Linked DNA regions of Gossypium hirsutum: region 2 is linked to region 1. A link is a contact called in public Hi-C data. All regions are on one chromosome and are shown on one strand. Each heading gives the region's core, a stretch centred on a gene start, on an enhancer-like site or on the middle of the called end of the contact. The rest is flanking DNA. Distances are from core to core; before and after follow the strand shown.

What was found. Hi-C and Micro-C count contacts between places; a contact is called where the count stands out from the background.
Region 2: a contact with region 1 is called in a Hi-C map of leaf, with 4 times the contacts expected there. The contact joins the promoter of LOC107950511 here to the promoter of LOC107950522 in region 1. A contact is called at or near these places in 4 of 34 Hi-C or Micro-C datasets (hypocotyl and leaf).

The regions. Positions count from the first base shown.
Region 1 is chrD03:3,396,201-3,399,528 of Gossypium_hirsutum_v2.1, reverse strand. It overlaps LOC107950522 (protein CROWDED NUCLEI 4), which reads left to right and starts at 1,301. Exons shown (of 10, transcript XM_016885386.2): 1 at 1,301-1,702; 2 at 2,555-2,764; 3 at 2,870-3,123. The coding sequence starts at 1,514. It overlaps LOC121215300 (a long non-coding RNA gene), which reads right to left and starts at 495. Exons shown (of 3, transcript XR_005911031.1): 1 at 351-495.
Region 2 is chrD03:3,584,192-3,587,492 of Gossypium_hirsutum_v2.1, reverse strand. It overlaps LOC107950511 (malate dehydrogenase, glyoxysomal), which reads right to left and starts at 1,705. Exons shown (of 8, transcript XM_016885366.2): 1 at 1,156-1,705; 2 at 500-814; 3 at 91-180; 4 at 1-6. The coding sequence starts at 1,452.

The DNA.
Region 1 (3,328 bases), core at 52-2,551:
CAGCAATTATCACCATTTTCTTCTCTACCTTATTCAAGCAAAAACACAGAACCAAACAGCAGAACAACCTAACATCAACTCTTCCACCAGAATCCAAACCTCTCAAAATCCTAAACTCTCTGTTTCAATTTCTAAGAGAGAAAAACTACAAGAAATACTAAAATTAAAGCTACGTCAACAATGGTATCATGAGAAAGAAAATTAAATATCCGAATTAAGTAAAAAAAGAGAGAAAAATCTAAAGGAGAGACAAATAATGGGACAATATTGAAGACAATGTTGAAAAATCTAAAGGAGAGAAAAATTAAAACAAAGAAAGCCGAAGACAATGTTGAAGCAAAGATTCATACATGAAATCGGCCTCCGATGAAGACAATGTTGAGGATTTGTTATGAAAGCAAAATAAATGAGGACATATCTGCAATATCGATGGAGGAAGAAGCAGAAATCTATGAGGGTAGAAAAAGGAAACGAGTCTCGATACCTATTAAAAGGGTATCGATATTTTTTTGTAATTAATGCTGATTTCAATGACCTTTGGAGCAAGAATATTAATACCTTAAGAAAAGTATTGATACTGGATCGATACCTACTAGGTTTGAAAATGGCAGAATGTTAATTTGGTATCGATTATCAGAGGGGTATCGATATCTTGTAAAATATCGACACTTAGACAAAAAGTATCAATACTTTTTGTTCTAGAGCAATTCTAACTTGTTTGAAAATGATTAAAACATATTTGAAAACGTTTGACTCAATTGAAACCATTTCAACTTGATTTTATGAAATTGCTCAACCTTACTTTTATTCAAAAATACTTTAATTTGTTATATTAAAATATATTATCTAATAAGACCCAGTTTAATAAAATACTTACTTGGTAATCCTATAATAAAAAAAATGATGTTGTAATGACTTGAATTTAATAGAAATTTTTTAATAAGGTTAACAATTAGACTTATATTTTTAAATTTAAAAAGTGGAGGGACTAAATTCTTTGAAATAAAAAATAGAGGAACTAAATTCTAAAGTTACAAAAAATATAGGGACTTAGAGGACATTTTAATTTAAAATTAAAATTTAATTTTGGGCAAATCATGATTAAAGATTTGATTGTAACCTACAAGTTGCCCCACAAGAGGATCTTTACAACAAAATCCAGCCGTGGATTAATATTTAAAAAACAAAGCAAAAAAAAAATAAATATTGCTGACGTGGAACGTTGACTGTCACTCTTTGCATCTTTACTCTCATCCTTTCCCTCCATGGCGGCCCCAATTTCCTAATACGACACCGTCTTTCATTTCACCCACAGTAGAAACTTCTTTTTTGTCTTAGCGATTTCCTCTCTAAAGAACAAAAACCCGACTCAGTGGTGACCCGGTGACTCACTACTTTTGATTCTTTTATCTCTTTTCAGCGGAGAATACAAAAAAAGGGTGAAGAATCCGACCAAATCCAGCTAAATCGTACGGAAATTAGGGTTTTAGGGTGAGTTGATCGGGCTTGGAAGATGGCGAGCCCGTTCACGCCGGGTACTGGTAGGGCTTTGTCGATAACTCCGGGGTCTAGGGTTTCAAAGAGTTCTCTTGGTGATGAGACGATCTGGAAGCGGCTCAAGGAAGCTGGATTCGATGAGGAATCTATCAAGAAGAGAGATAAAGCTGCCCTTATTGCTTATATTGCAAAGCTTGAAGCAGAGGTCTGCTTTAAATCTTTATACTGCGTATCTGAATTAATTTTCGTGGTTTTTGATTTGCTGTTTATTTCCCTTTTTTAAGGTTTTATTTTGTTTTTGGTGCAATAGGTAAAAGAAAAGAGTATTAGTATATTTTGAACATTTAAATTGTGTATTGTGAATATGGATACAAAAGACGATATATATATAAGGCATTTCAGTTTTAGATTTTTTTTACTGGGATTTATGGGGTCAATTTTCAATGTTGAGCAACCAAATTAAGTCTTGAACATTGCTCGTGGTTAGAAATTCTGTATTTCACTTGAACGCTAAATGCCAATTTAGTTGCATAACATGTGTTTTCATTGTATGAGCTTTGATTGAACAAACTTGATTTTCATTTACCTATCTGTTTGCACTTTTTGGTCGAGGTGTTGTTTCTGCTTGTGGTACCATGGAATTGAGTTGTTAATTTTGTAGGTTTATAAGAGCTTCTAGGAACATTCATGGTTTGTTTGTTTCTAGCTTCTTTTATTTGTTTCATCCTCTTTTTGGTCAGTTTTTCTCACCTATGTGTCATTATTTTGAGGTTGAGTGCTTTTTATGTGGACATTTTTCCTTATGAGTTTTTGCTCTTGATAGTTCCAATGGATGTGTATTATTAAGCTGTGATCTCTACCTAGCTTAATTTGAAAATGACTGCTTTGTACAAAGGATAAGAGTGTGGAGTGAAGGCAGTCTTGGTTTAGCATATAGTGATCCTTGCATCATTCACATGTTGCTCTTAAGTTCATGTTGTAAATCTTCATTCATACTCTGCTTCTTGTCGCACAGCTTACTAACATATTTTTAATATTTATTTATTCTTGTATGTAGCTCTCTGATCACCAACACCATATGGGCCTTCTTACATTGGAAAGAGAGGAATTGGCTTCCAAGTATGAAGAAATTAAAGCCTCTGCTGAAGCAACTGAGCTAATGCATAAACGGGATCAAGCTGCACATATATCCGCTCTGGCAGAAGCAAAAAAGCGTGAGGATGGTTTGAAGAAAGCTTTAGGAGTTGAGAAAGAATGCCTAGCAAGTGTATGGTTATTATTTGAAGTCTCTCTTTCTTGTAGTTACTTTTTTTTTTTTTACATCTCTTTGAGGACCATACATTTCTTTGGGCTTTGTTGTTGGATTTTATAGATCGAGAAGGCTTTGCATGAGATGCGTACAGAATCTGCTGAAACTAAGGTTGCAGCTGAAAGTAGATTAGCTGAAGCACGTATTATGATAGAGGATGCTGAGAAAAAGTTTTCAGAGGCTGAGACAAAGTTTCGTGCAGCAAAGTCTTTACAGACAGAAGCTACCTTCATCCAACGTGATGCTAAGAGAAAACTCCAAGAAGTTGAAGCACGTGAAGATGACCTTAGTAGACAAATTGTATTGTTCAAAAAAGAGTATGTCATATGCATTGTGTTTTCCTTTATGTTGTTTATTCCATCATTTACTTTTTTGATTGTTTCTCTGTTTTATTTCCCCATCAGTTTGCAGCTGAGATTCTCTTATTTCCCAGGAGGACGTAATTGTGCTTTGTATATGTTTCTTAATTAGTATAATGTTGTCTTTTCTTTGCTGAATTTCAATATGGATTATGCCTTGTAT
Region 2 (3,301 bases), core at 456-2,955, 190 kb before region 1:
CTTAACCTGTATAAAGGGAACGGTGAGCTCTTACATAGAATGTTCTTTTTAATACAAAATTGTTTGAATTGAAAACAAGTACTTTTCAACCTGAGATAGAAGAGGTAAAATAGTAATCCCTGCATGTCCCCCAATAACTGGAACATCAACCTCCCGCGGATCAAGACCCATGACTTCCGCCTATAAAGAAACCAAACTAATGAGGGCAAAAATTACAAGAGAACATCAGAAATGAACATTAGTAACAGTTTATCCCACCATAGATTATACAGTTTCCATTATAGGCATATACGATACATATACTATTTTGGAAAAAAACAGATCCATCAATGTCTATCAGAATCCAGATTTGGTTCATTACCAGTGAAGAAGAAAATACATTAAAGGCAAGCATTATGATTACCATACAAAGGAAACCTATTCAACGTTGTGTGGGAAAATCCAGAGTTGGCTAATTAACAACAAAGAATGATAAACCAATGGCAAGTTTTGTAGTTACCACAAACGTATTGGCTCTCACAACATCAAGCATTGTGACTCCCAGAAGTCGGTTTGGATCAAAGGTGCCAGCTTTCTTGAAAACTTCTGCGGCGATCGGAACGGTGGAATTAACAGGATTACTAATCAAATTGATAATAGCATTGGGACAGCACTTAGCTATTCCCTCACACAGTGTCTTAACAATTCCAGCATTGATGTTGAAAAGATCATCCCTTGTCATTCCAGGTTTCCTAGGAACTCCAGCTGGAATAATTACAAGGTCCATTCCTGTTAGAGCCTCCTCCAATTGCTGTTGCCCCAGAAATCCACGAACCTAAAAAATTCAACAACATTACTAAGAAAAACCATAATTCTTATATATGGATTATATTAATCAAGCATAAAACTTGTGGGGTAAAGTTGTCAGCTTCATTGCCTATTGGTTTCAAGGTTGAATTTTGATGCTTTGTTATCTTAACTACAGCTTGATCATAATTCTATCTTGATTCCCATTCAACAACATGAAATTCAACTCAACAAGCAAGAACAACCCAGAAATACTCTTAAGTCTACCAATTCCATTTCCACCACTAATTAGAACTTATATATGGATTTCAATTTTCAATCAATAAAGAAATTCTTACGTAAAAGGGAACTTGAAAAACACTAGCATACCACAGCTCCAGTATCCATGTGGCTAATATCAGCAGTAACACCAGGAGTGTTAACCACATCATAAAGATGAAGAACAGAAACCAAAGGGTTCATCTTCATCAACAATGATAACGGTTGCCCTATCCCACCTGCCGCTCCCAAAATCGCCACCTTGAAACCAGTTGACCCACCTTCGGCTCGGCAGTCAGCTCGACCCAAACCCGAACTACCCTCCATGTGGGAAAAACTGGGTGGGTTGAGATGAGCCGAGATTGTTGCAATTCGTTGGTTGACTCGAGAATTATTGGTCTCCTGCATATTGAATGCCCTGTTTTTAAAAGGATTGGAGGTGAAATGAGTGATGGGATTTCTTCAAATTGCTTCGAGTTTATAAATTGATGGAGTGTTTTGTGTTTTTGGTTGCAGAAATGGATTGCTGAATTGGGAAACGTGTAAAGCTATCTTATCTTGAACTGCACATTCCCAGAAAAAAATTAAAAATTTTGGTTTTGGAAGCAGTGGGAATTCTGTTAGAACTTTCCCCACTTCTACGAATCTCTTCTTATGTCAAATCTCAAATCATCCACCGATTTATTTCTTATGAACTCGTTAGGCCCGATTTAGACAAGGAATGCATGTACTTCTCGAAGCCCAAGAAAACCCTTTAGGGCTTCAGGCTCAAATTTCTTCTTTTTGATAGCGGTGGAAGGGGTCATGGTTATCTAAATCCAATCAATCCATCGGATCAATAATTAAAAAATTAATTTTTAAGAACTTTTGTGATATAATTTAAACTTGCACCACTTAAGAGTTTGATGAGAGTTTTAGTTAATGCTTCATATGAGTTAAGATAGTTCAATTTTTTCTAAAATGTTATTTGAAGTTAATTACACCAGATATCCCTAGACTATGACTCTTGTTTTAAATTAGTCCCTAAACTTTAATATGTTCTCATTACATTCCTAAACTATTGATATTATATCAACTAGGTCCTTTCGCTATTAAAATTATTAAATTAACCGATAAATGATACATCAAATCTTATATAGCTAAATTTAAAATGAATAAATAGAACGTTGTTGAATAACTTTTAAAAGTAAAAATTAAAAATAAAGTAAACTGAAAAAATAGTACATGGTAAAATTTTTGTAAAAGTTTTGAATACCATAAAATTAAGATTTTCAAACATCTATTTTTGCAATATTCATTTTTCTTAAAATTTTCATTTTAAATTATGTTAGATAAATTCTGACGTGTCATTTAACAGTTAAATTAACAAATTTAATAATGAAGGGACCTAATTGATATAACATCAATAGTTTAGAGATGTAGTTAGAATATTTTGAAGTTTAAGACTAATTTAAAAATAATTCTATTTTTTTATGTATTGATTTCTCATATTAATTTTAAATATATGTTTTTAAAAACAAGTGGTCAGGAAAAAGTAGTAGTAGACTTCTTTCCCAATTATTCGGACTGAGTTCAAATCTTAGAATCATCACTAGTTTGAACAAAATTAAACTTAGACCGTAAAACTGGTAAAAATACATGTAATTATACAAAAATAAATAAATAAAATTGTTATATCATTATATATATAAGCAACTTGCATCTTAAAGAGCGATGAAATTCAAGATATCCGATGACCAAGTATTACTAGCTAAAGAGAATCAAACATTAAAGACCCAAATATATTAGAAATTATATCACACGAGTATACATATAGAAATAACATATTTAAAACATGTGTAACATGCAAATAATGTGGGTGAAACAATGTGTAATGACATTGAAATGTATAAAAATATTAAAATAAAGCTTTAGTTAAAACGATAAAGACAAGATTTTATAGATGTTACAAATATTAATATTTGCAACTTTTTTATTAGGTTTTTTCCTTAATAATAATATGCTTTATTTAAAATATGAAATGATATTTTAATAATTTTATTAATTGAATTGGTGTTGAATTAATTTATAATATCAACCCAGTCATACACTTAAACAACATCTCCATAAACCTCCGAGTTTTTACACCTACAACTCTCGCTTATTTTCAAAATTTCGTCCTCTTAAAACACAAATTCCGACACATCTACCTCACTGAAATTCTAATCAACCAAACCCAATCTTATCATCTCAAAGTGGATCAACAAAAGCAAATTCT